2 separate regions of the Gasterosteus aculeatus genome follow, and region 2 is linked to region 1. Evidence: chromatin contacts called from public Hi-C data. All regions are on one chromosome and are shown on one strand. The core of a region is the stretch at or near the end of the contact, and the rest is flanking DNA. Distances in the headings are between cores, read along the strand shown.

Region 1 (5,422 bases), core at 1,098-3,597:
CCACATAATGAATTCAGAAACACACTCACACAGACTCCCACAGACACATATCATTTACCAAGCTTACAGCTGTCGTACATATGAAGATGAGGTTTGAGATCATTCTCACCTGATTTGCTTTCATTCCAGATATACAGAGTTTCTGCTCCGCTCTCAGGGAAATAACCGAGGGCTCTAAAAGTCAGCTTGGCATTCTTTGTGCCCTTCTGCTCTACACAAACCGCGATGACCGTCGGTCGAGTGAAACATTTCATGTGATGCCGTACAATTACCTCGTGCCGCTCTACTGGGAGGACGGGAGGCTGTGAGGTGGGAGGAAAGGCAGCGAGGGAGGGGATCACTGAGAAACAGATAAATGAATGTACTGTCCCTTCACAGATTCTCAGATTAGTCTTTGGTCTACTCTAACTAATTATAACATGTTGACAATATTTCAAATAAAGATTTTTTGTGTTTGTTCTGACTTTTTATTTGTCACATTTCATCTGATTAGCTCTTATTATCCGTATCATTAAGTGTAGTTGGATAATTCTGTTTTGAATATGACATAAGTCGGTGTAATAACAAATTACCATGTTGTACATGCAATGAACGGTATTGACTTATTGCTCAGTAAATAGGGGACTAAACATATAAATACATATACATATATAAATACATATTTTATATATGTATACATTATATATAATACATATTGGGGAGATTTAATCTCCCCAATAGTAAACAAATCAGCGCTATTGGTCAGCAGATGTACATACAGTAAATGCATGTTGTACATTTCAGGAAACAATGCAGCAGAAAGAAGTTGACAGCTACAGCTCAGAAGACCAAGCATCTCTGAGTCTACTTATAATGTGAGAAATACTGACACCGATAATGGATATTTGGGTATTTCGCAGAAGGACTGGTGCTCGATCATTGTTGACTCATAAAGCTTATGAAGACCTGCACAGCGGCATACAGAAGCAGCGATGGAGCAGTAGGTCTATAGAGACAGATGTGATCGTCCATCCTGGTTTCACCTCATTTCTCTTCATAAATTCCTCTTCCTCCCCTTTTGCCTCATCTCTTGTTTTCTCTTGCTGTGACTCCTGGGAGGTGAAGTCACTAGAAGCATCAGAATTTCTGTCTGTCTGGTACAATTCCTGCATGGGCACAGGTGCGGTCTGGCTCTGTGCCTATCTGTATGGAAATTGGCTCGTCTCTGGGGATACACAGCGGTCACAGCACTGCTACTGCAGCCCACGTATGGAGATACCGAGGCTTAGCTTTTGTCTGTGTGTATATCCACAGAAAGACACGTAAATACTTTCCTGCCAACTAAAAGATGCGGTAAAAGGGTAATTTCCTGACACTCAAACCAGTGTTTGACAGCGTGAGCTTGTTATATGAAGACTGTTTGCTCTCTGTTTCCTGTATAAATGTAACAACACTGGGTTACATTAGTGCATTTTCCAATGGTTAAATTGTTAGTTAGTTGACGCAGTGGGTCACAGAGGGTCAATGCAAATATAAAACAATATAAAATAAATTCTAAAACACTAGGAAGTGGATTGAAACTCATTTCTGTTCGAAAGAAATACTACAAAAATACACTGGATTTGAAAGAATACAGAGCTTTTTTATGTTCCTCAACTATTCTCCAAGGATGGCACTGACATCTGCTGGACACCGTGTGAAACAGAAAAAGGGACTTCTCCTTTATTGATCTTTTAATTCTCTAGCGATGTCCCAGATAAAAAGAGGAAGGATAGTGTGGCAGCTGTCAATGAATGTCATAGTCATATTACAGCATTCCTTGCTTCTCTGTCCCATGAAAAGCCTGAATCCAGTTAAGGTGCCTCTGATCAAAGAAACAAGCTTCTCTTATCTCTCACACACATACGCGCCCTTGTTATGAAAACCCTCTGACTCATCACCAAAATCAATGACCAAGGGGGTAACACAGGCCTCTCTGTCTGTGCACTGAAGGACATGAGCAGTCCCTGTGGTTCTGTCTGTGTCACCCAGTGTTAATAGAAAGGTACAACGACAATGACAACAACCAAAACAACAAGAATGTGCCGTGATTAATAAGCTCACAATATTCTAGTGACACACAATGGTGCAAAAATGCTCCGATGTGCCGTTAGGGTTCTTTGAAAGACATTTTGACAAGTTAATAAATGGCTTTTTGTGCCACATCTGCTGTCTCTGCAGTGTCTTACCTCTCAGCGGCGTACCGGCTCCGTAAGTGTGCAGACAGGCAGAGCAGCTAAAGCGAGCAGAAGAAGTGGTCACACTCCTCCAACGTCCCGGGAACAATGGGCTTTTTTTTTTTCCTGGATCACTGTTGCATCCTCACCACTTCCCTCCCATTGGTCCACAATGCGTCCCTATTCACAGAAACAGGAAGCTGTGACGAACAGGAATTACTTTCCTAGCCAATCAGAGGGCCCCCCACTGAGGTGACTCCTTTTCAAAGTCCCTTTCTTCGATGAGATCAGTGCTTCCATTTTTGTTTTTTTTGTAGAAAAACATAATTTCTTTAGTTTAGACTGTTTAGACTCGTTACCATGAGTCAGTAACCCAAAAGGAAATGTACTCGGCCTACAGTGACTTGTGACAATGACACATCGTCTGTCATCTTCAAAAAGGCCACAACCTAGGCAGCTGACCAATTTGTCAGCTGCCCAGGAAGATGTTGTTTTTTTAAGTTCATCCCAATATGATCATCATGATTTCAAGGTGTTTCTTTCCCAGAGGATATAAGCGCTTGACTGAAGTAAATCTTGATTTGTGACATGATTTTCAACACAGCCATGTACATCCAAGTGAAGAAGTCATCAGTTCAGGGGTTTCACAAGATAGCTACAAGTCTAACACACACACACACACACACACACACACACACACACACACGCACACACACACGTCGACTCCAGTCGCACTCAGTTTAGAAGCATAGGGAGACAAACACAAGCACCCACAAAAAATAAACAGAAGAGCCTAATCAGACTACTAACCGCATAAACATCACCATGTGTGCGCAGTTTCCCTCCATTCTGATTCAATACAACAAACTCCTCACAATATCCAACGCTCTCAACAGATATCGGACACGCATTGTAGTATGTGCAATGCACGCAGCCCAAACGCTGACTCAGGCAGATCACATCACGTCACCCCTGGTTACAGAATACCCCCCTATACCCCCCCACCCGCCTCTCTTCATCCCACATAAGCTCTGCTTTTCTTTCTTTTAACCTTTCTCTTCTACTCCATCGGCATTTCGCTGTTACGCTGCTGACTGTGAACATGGACGTCCTTTAAAACATTGTGTTTCTATACATTCACAGTGACGTTTAGACATACAAGATTTACCAAAACAATCAAGGAGAAATATATCGTATTGACCAACGCGACGAACATAAATCCTAAATATTAAACAAGGCTGCACTCACCCTTTGCGAGTATCAGGATAGAAAGCAGCATGTGACTTTGTCTCCAATCTGTATGCCGCCTTTTCCTGCGTCCACTTTTGCCTGAAAGGCCTCTGGGATGCGTGCATGTGCATATGTGTGTGTGTGTGTGTGTGTGTGTCTCTCTGTCTGTCATTTTACCCCTCTATCACGTCACGGCGCTCGGCCGCTGCCGCAGTACGCCTGCAGCCGTATCCCCGCCCCTCTCTTTACTTCCCCCTCCCCTCATCACAATCCAGAGCGCTGGCTCTCTGTGTAATGGACCTGTTGGCTGCGCTCCCTCCCTCTCTGAGGTGAAATATAAGCCCAGCAGAAGCAGATACAGGCTGGTCCATTAGCTGGATGAGTGTGGATAGTGTGTGTGTGTGTGTGTGTGTGTGTGTGTGGCGGGGGGGGTAGTAGTGAGAGAGTCTGTACAGAGTGAGTAACAATACATGGTATTTAAGCAGATGTAACCACGAATGTGAAAAGCTGCACCCAATCATCAGGCTTTTAAGTCTAATTGGTGGTTGTTGGAAGCCGGATGAAATAAGACGGTAAAAGAAATCTGGCATTGTAAAAACATCGAACGAGTCGTCTGCGTCTGCACTAAGCGCGCATGTCTGCATGAGGGAGCACTGCGAAGGAGGAACAGCCCATCCGTCACTCCTCTAAATTGGCCCGCACATCTAATGAGAGGCTGAATGAGAATGAGAGAGGAGACGTGACCAAAACGTTCCATTGCCGTCTTTTCCCAGGTGACAAAAGGAAATATACGATATAGGAAATACGTCCCAGACCCGACCTTGAATTAAGCTTCCGTCCATCCGTCCTCGTAAATCTTCATCACATGAAGCCGGTCCACTTGAAACATCTGATTTTGGTTTACAAGAAAAGTGTTTTTGAAGCTGAGACACACACGTCATGCCAGGGTGACAGGACGCTATCAGACTGCAACAATCATGGTAATCACATGGAAATTGTAATTGCTATTCCTGGATCACATTTTTCCCACGTGTGTTCACAATGTGTTTGTTTTGAGTTAACAGAAAATAACCCGTTTACTCTGAGACGTATTGCTTGCTTCCCAATCCTTGTTGTCTCTGCAGGCCTTTTTCTGTCTACCTCAGTATCTCAGTCTCTCACTCCCTCTGCATCCATTCTGCCCTCTCATATTTCCGCTGCGCTGGCTTACAGTTTGACACGGTGACACAAGGGACTGCGCTGAATATTTAATGAAACCTGTGATGCGCAAAAGGACCAGAACCCCCCCCAAAAATGTGTCTGTGATTCTCCTCGATTTTACAGCGTACATTCAGCAGTTTATTTCCGACATGTTGTTTGTCTCCAATCGATCATTCGCTCTGCGAGGGTCTTTGACGTCTTCGTTACGCCTGAGAGCTCTCTGGCTGATCACATATTGATCAGGGCATTGGCTGGCTGTGCTTACACTTGACATGATCTATGATGAAGAGATACATATAGTAAAATGTGTCAATAGGAAAACAAATACATCGACTGATGCGTTGAACAAACCCTATTCGCAGTCATTGCCCAACGAGCACAGCACCCCCCCCCCCTCTTCTCCACTGGACCCGTCATGCCGTAGGCCTCAATCACTTAAGTGCTCATCTCTAAAATACTCACATTAATGCCAACGCCGCCCTTCGGTTTTTCGCCTCCCTTGACGGAATCCAAACGTGCGAGAACTCAGTCCAAAGTCAGCCAGAAGCAGAGAAAACACACTCACATGATGTGTTGCTTTGTCTCGGTGGCTCATGAAACGGGAAGTGACTCGAAAACAGAAGGATTATGGGTTGGAGCGTGCGAGCGTCCGTGTGTGTGTGTGTGTGTGTGTGTTTTATGCAGCGGGGGGTTAATGTCGTAGCTAATCTACTGATGTCCTCCGAAGCATGTCCCCCCCCCCCGAGAGACGCTGTTGTGACAATAGGACACTTGTGTCACTGTCACCCCTAGGGGCA
Region 2 (5,422 bases), core at 1,428-3,927, 38 kb before region 1:
TTATTACTAAAGTGATAAAAGCAGAAGTTGGTTGACTAAAGGATGTCAGTCTCTATGGTTTATATATATATGCCTGTTGTTTCAGCATCAAGTTCACCATCGGGTGCTTTCATGTCATTTCCTCCTTTTCATGTCTTTTATAGGTCAGGTGTGATTATATATGATAACAAGATGAAATGAAGGGAATTCAGTGAGGTCTCCAGGAAGAGAGCGACTGGTCTCTTTCCTGAAGGCAAACATGCTGAAATTCATTCATCAGGCACAAGTTGTGACATTTTAACCTCTGTAAATTAATAAAAGTCTATCCGCACACACTGTTTATTTCCTTTGCGCGCTCGTATTGTTGTCATTGTAACACATCGCTCTGAACTATGTGGGAGTCCATCACACACACACACACAAACCGTGGCCCCCACAGCCCTCCATACTCATGCCTCCTTGTCCTTGCAGTCTGCTGACCAAGTCCCTAAATTCTCCTATTCTTTTCCAACTCTGCCATAAGAGGAAGCCAGAGATTAGTGGGGATTATGCCATAGCGTCTCCACAGAGATTTACCAGCCCTAAGGACGGGACGGGACGGGGGGGTCGGGGCCTGGGGGGGTTGACAGTATCTTTGGCTAAGTTGAATGATACGGCCTTGAAATGAGACAGTATTGTCAAATTGGAGATATTAGATAGATGTTGTAGAAGTCCAAGGTAAAGACAGCGAGGAAATTGAGAAAAGATTTATTTCGTTCACTTTCCCAGACCTGTCTTTTGTTCCAAGGCAGAATGTGGGAAAACCGGTCTGAAGGATGTTAAGTTTAGTTCCCAAGCTCCATTCCAGCACACGTGTTGGTTGCTCAACACCAGTATGTTTCACAATGCTAAAATGGCCCGTAGTCAAACTAAACATCTCCATGTAGAGTTACAGGAAGCATTCCTTTAACAATTAACTGCAGTAAGCTCGGACCGTGACACGAGTGTTTGGGCAGACAGAGGAACACATGCACAGAAAAAGAGAGGGAGGAATATAAGTACACATTTTCTTCAGCAACAGTGCGATATCCCGCAGGTCTAACCGACAGTTAGGAAACAATATTACTTCCTGCTTTGGTGCCATGTGCGTTGGAAATGAAGCAAACTATGTACTGTAACAGAAGTGAATTATGAAACCGTTTTGCTCAAACAAACCCGTCACACACAAGAGAATGAAAAAGGAATAGAAGGATTTCGATGAAAAGGGAGGTGTCACAGGGTTTCTAGCACAGCAAATCCCCCGAACCCCATATGTTCGTCAATGTTAAATCTTTTAATGTGTTTGGGAATTAGTATTAGTGTATTTGTGCCACTTAAGCACACGGGCAGATTAATATCATAATTGTTTGTCAGCAGCATCCTGCTGTTACAGTTGAAGCCGACTGCATCCTCCTTAAGCAAAATGGCCCAGCACAAACGTATTATATTCAAACACAACCTCAGCTAAAAGATATAAAATAAACGTTTCCTATATGACTGATATTCTTTGCTAACTCAAAATTAAACTGATGCATATTGTCAAATAAGCTCCCTGCGACTGCTGGTGGTGATTGTCTCTCACTGGGAAATGCAGCGTGTGCGCGAGCTTCTCCCCGCTTTGCCCACACGTGCTGGAACAAAAGAGGGAGCGCACGCCTCCTCTCAGCCAACCTCCCCCCGTAATGACAGGAAATGTAATCGATTACACGCGGCACCGAGCAGAGAGGGGCAAAAGGAGCATCGCACTGAGGCGGAGAGGCCCCCGAGAGGAGCAGGTAGGGGATGACAAGAACAACACGCCCGTCTCCCTCCTCAGCGGCCCCCCGGTCTGCTTCCATTGACCGCTTCTGACAAACAAGGTCAATGGAGGAGAGAGAGAGCGGAAGACTTGAAGCAGAGATTTTAATCTACACGTTTGTGAAAATATTGAGCGAGAACATTTATCTTAAAAGGACCAGATCTGTGTTTTGGGGGCTTTTACTGGACGTTGTTAGAATACGGCTGAACATTTACAACCCATCCCCCATTTCGCTAAATTCAGCTGTGAGCCCGTCGGCCTTGCCGGCAGGGGCTGCGATGTGGAGGACCACTCGCAGCGTCGGCTCAATAGAGTTGTTTTTTTAATATGCCTTTTTTGTACTTTTTGGGTTACTAATAATTACTATAAAATGAATTGGGGCGATTGAGTTGTACAATCCTCCACGGCAAATTTTAAGTCCTCCTTAATGTCTTAATGTGCTTTTCAAGTCTATTCTGATGTCAGTTCACTTGGGACGGAGTTGAGGTCGGAGGGGCAACCGGTGTTTGGGAGGTGGTCTGTAACTGCTCCACCTAATGAGTCACAGTGTAAAGATCTGGTTCTTAGCAGGAGGGAAGCCCTTGGTGTGTCCTCTGAGGGTCACATCAGTGTGTTTTTACGTGTGTGCGTGTATGAGGGTGAAGGAAAGGGAACGTGAGAGTGAGCAAGTGAGTAAGTGAGAAAGCAGATCCATCACCTGCAACATAAATCAGATCCAGATGTGGGAAAAGGAATTCATTTTTCAGACGTGTCAGGCAGCATGACATTGTGCGTGTGTGTGTGTGAGACGTTCTACTTTTTGGCCAGTAGGTGGGGTCAGAGTACAGCAAGATTGAGCTATTACTGAGAACTAACACTACTCTCTACATCCAAACACACACACACACACACACACACACACACACACAAGCAGGGTTGTGTGTGTAGCTGCCCTGCCCCACTGGAGATGAGGTTTACAGGCAGTGAGAAGGTCCAGGAGTTGGACCTAAGAGCTCAGATAGGCATCACTCAGGGGACAGATAAGGACCTTCAGTGTTTGATTAACACAAACATTTAGTGGCAAGTGACCACTAGTGACATCAAATCTTATTCCAGGCATCTTGTGCGTTCCAAACAGGTCACTTCTCTACTAAGAGTTCCTCTTTCTGTTTCAGTTCCCTGTACTCTGTTGGATTGACACTAAGAGCAACCAGCTCACTTCTGCTTTTCTTGACAGCAGACAGCGCTAAACGAAAACACTTAAAGCCGCTGACTCTGAAAAAGCTTCAGGGAGCTTAGAGTGAGTGTGTGTGTGTGTGTGTGTGTGTGTGTGTGTGTGTGTGTGTGTGTCTGTGTGTGTGTACGTCCTGCTCCAAACTAATGTTTTCATAATTCAGACGCTTAGTGTAGTGAACCAGCTTGTCTCGCGGCGTAACCATGGAGATCTCATTGTCCGCACATTTGTGTGTGTGAATGTTGAGCTCATTACAACGACTCCAGCGACGACAACAGCAATCAACACCAACTCTCAAGCACACGCGTGTGAAACATTCACACACACACACACACACACACACACACACACACACACACACACACACACACACACACACACACACACACACACACACACACACACACACACACACACACACACACACACACACACATACACACACATACACGCGCGTATAGAGACATTATTCTCCTATTCTGAGATGACAAAACATTTTCCCTGCTTTGCTTTGTGGTGCTTCTCCATCATGAAAATGTGATATTCAGATTTGTTTCAGTTCACAGGCTGTGATGCAGACGAGGTGATGCGGGTTATTATTAGAGACGACAATGACAGCGAGAAAAGCACCACATTTGTGAAAACAATTTGTATTTGTTAACGTAACGGGGTAGAACAATGGTAAGTTGAATAATGGAACGTAAACCCCTCGAAGGAGACTTTTGGGTCAGTGTTCTTAGCTTACCGGTGTCAGCTAACAGCCCCGAACCCCCTGAAGCTGGACAGGTAGCATTATTGGCTTAGAGTTAGAGCTAGAGAGCTAGAATCAGGGTGCAGGAAAGACTGAATGACATCATCGCCATACTTGTTGGTTCATTACTGCCAGCAACGTCTTCAACACTAAACATCACTGTTGATAAATGAAAATGTATTTGTAATTAAAAAAGTGAAGCCGTTTAAGTCGTCCCACACCGGACCACACCTAATTTTTTCTTTACACGCAACTGAGCTTTACATTATACGTCCCCCCGTCTCGCTGTCTCGAGAATGACATGTGTGATGACGAGTGTAAAGGGGGGACTGGGAGGGGTCTGGTTCCAGATGTGAGTGGAACTCGACAGACAAGAAGGGGCCCGAGCTAGAAAAGGTCAGGAAATGGGGTTCTGACTCAGTGTGTGTGTGTGTGTGTCTGTGTGTGTGTGTGAGAGAGAGTGTACTGTACAGGGTCTGTGTGTCAGGCAGGTCGCCGTACAGTCATGGTAAACTTACCTATGTATAGTATGTGAGTCATGCGGACACAGTGAGTCATAGTAAGACCCCCGATGAGTCAAATTCCCCTCACCCCAAAAGTGTTTATGGCAAACTCTTCTTTTAGGACCCTGTTTCCTCCCGGTTTAACAGAACAAAGAGATGACTACAACATGACCCAAACAAAGAACGTGTGCGTTAGTGATACATCATTTATGAGGGGGAATCCTATGTATAATGTATGCTGGGATGAGATATGATAATGCGGCGTGACCCCTATACGACAGGGGAAGTGCCTCTATGTATAATGGATGAGTATACGTAATAAATCATGAGAAAAGGGAACCAGCAGGGTGCTGCCGCAGGTTGACTGGGTGGGGAAGAGCAAGGACTCAGGGGACAGCGGAGCATAAGCCTGCCCTCTGGTGTACAGAACCAGCCATTAGAAGCTGCCGAAGGTACCAGACTACAGCCTGCCGACCCCAAACAATCGAACAATTAATGAGGGCAACAATAAAATTGAAATCTCCTTAAAATGCGTTTTTCATGTTAATTGTTAATCATGATAATTGTTTTGATACGTGTCACACTGAAGTGCCAAACATTCCCTGGTTATAGTCACTATAGAGAGATATTTAGTCACAGCCATAAAATAAATGTCTACCCAACACAATCTCAACAGGAGTTGAACAGTACAAACTTTACAAGTCAAGGATGCATTAAATATCATTTGTTTGGGGTTACATTCATTTCTACAGATTATTCCACCCCTTGTCTGACTAACCGATTCCCAATTTTATCATAAAACTTCCCTACACAATATTCACATCATCATTATAGCAGTAAACAACAATTTGCAATGTAAAGGTATAGAGGAGTAATGTTGAGCTGAGCAGAGAGAAAGAAAGTTGTTCTCCTTTTGTGTGTAGTGTCCGACTTCTCTGTGCTTAGTTTACATGGCCGTCGTCATATTGAGAGCTTTGGAGAGGCCAGATATGCTCGGATTTTCTAGTTTAATTTTTGGGGGGGTTTGAAATGTTAAATCTCTTTTTCGCAATCTCTTAACTTTAGCTCTTTGTTTTGAATCCTGACACAAAACTTTAATAAATCTAGAACCACTAAGTGGAGGCCTTGACCAGATACAAACAACTCCAGAGGGAGCTGAA

What was found. A called contact is a pair of places that touch in the nucleus more often than the background predicts.
Region 2: a contact with region 1 is called in a Hi-C map of liver, with 5 times the contacts expected there. The contact joins the enhancer-like site here to the promoter of nav1a in region 1. A contact is called at or near these places in 5 of 6 Hi-C or Micro-C datasets (liver, skeletal muscle, tail fin and 1 more).

Annotation. Positions count from the first base shown.
Region 1 is chr2:9,827,255-9,832,676 of fGasAcu3.hap1.1, reverse strand. It overlaps nav1a (neuron navigator 1a), which reads right to left and starts at 2,347. Exons shown (of 30, transcript XM_078091149.1): 1 at 2,208-2,347.
Region 2 is chr2:9,865,461-9,870,882 of fGasAcu3.hap1.1, reverse strand. The region is part of intron 5 of nav1a (neuron navigator 1a); the gene reads right to left. Among protein-coding and RNA genes, the nearest start is that of mybpha, 36 kb to the left of the region's middle. Within about 2 kb of position 2,677, at least 2 of the 9 cell types and tissues checked have open chromatin away from gene starts, as enhancers often do.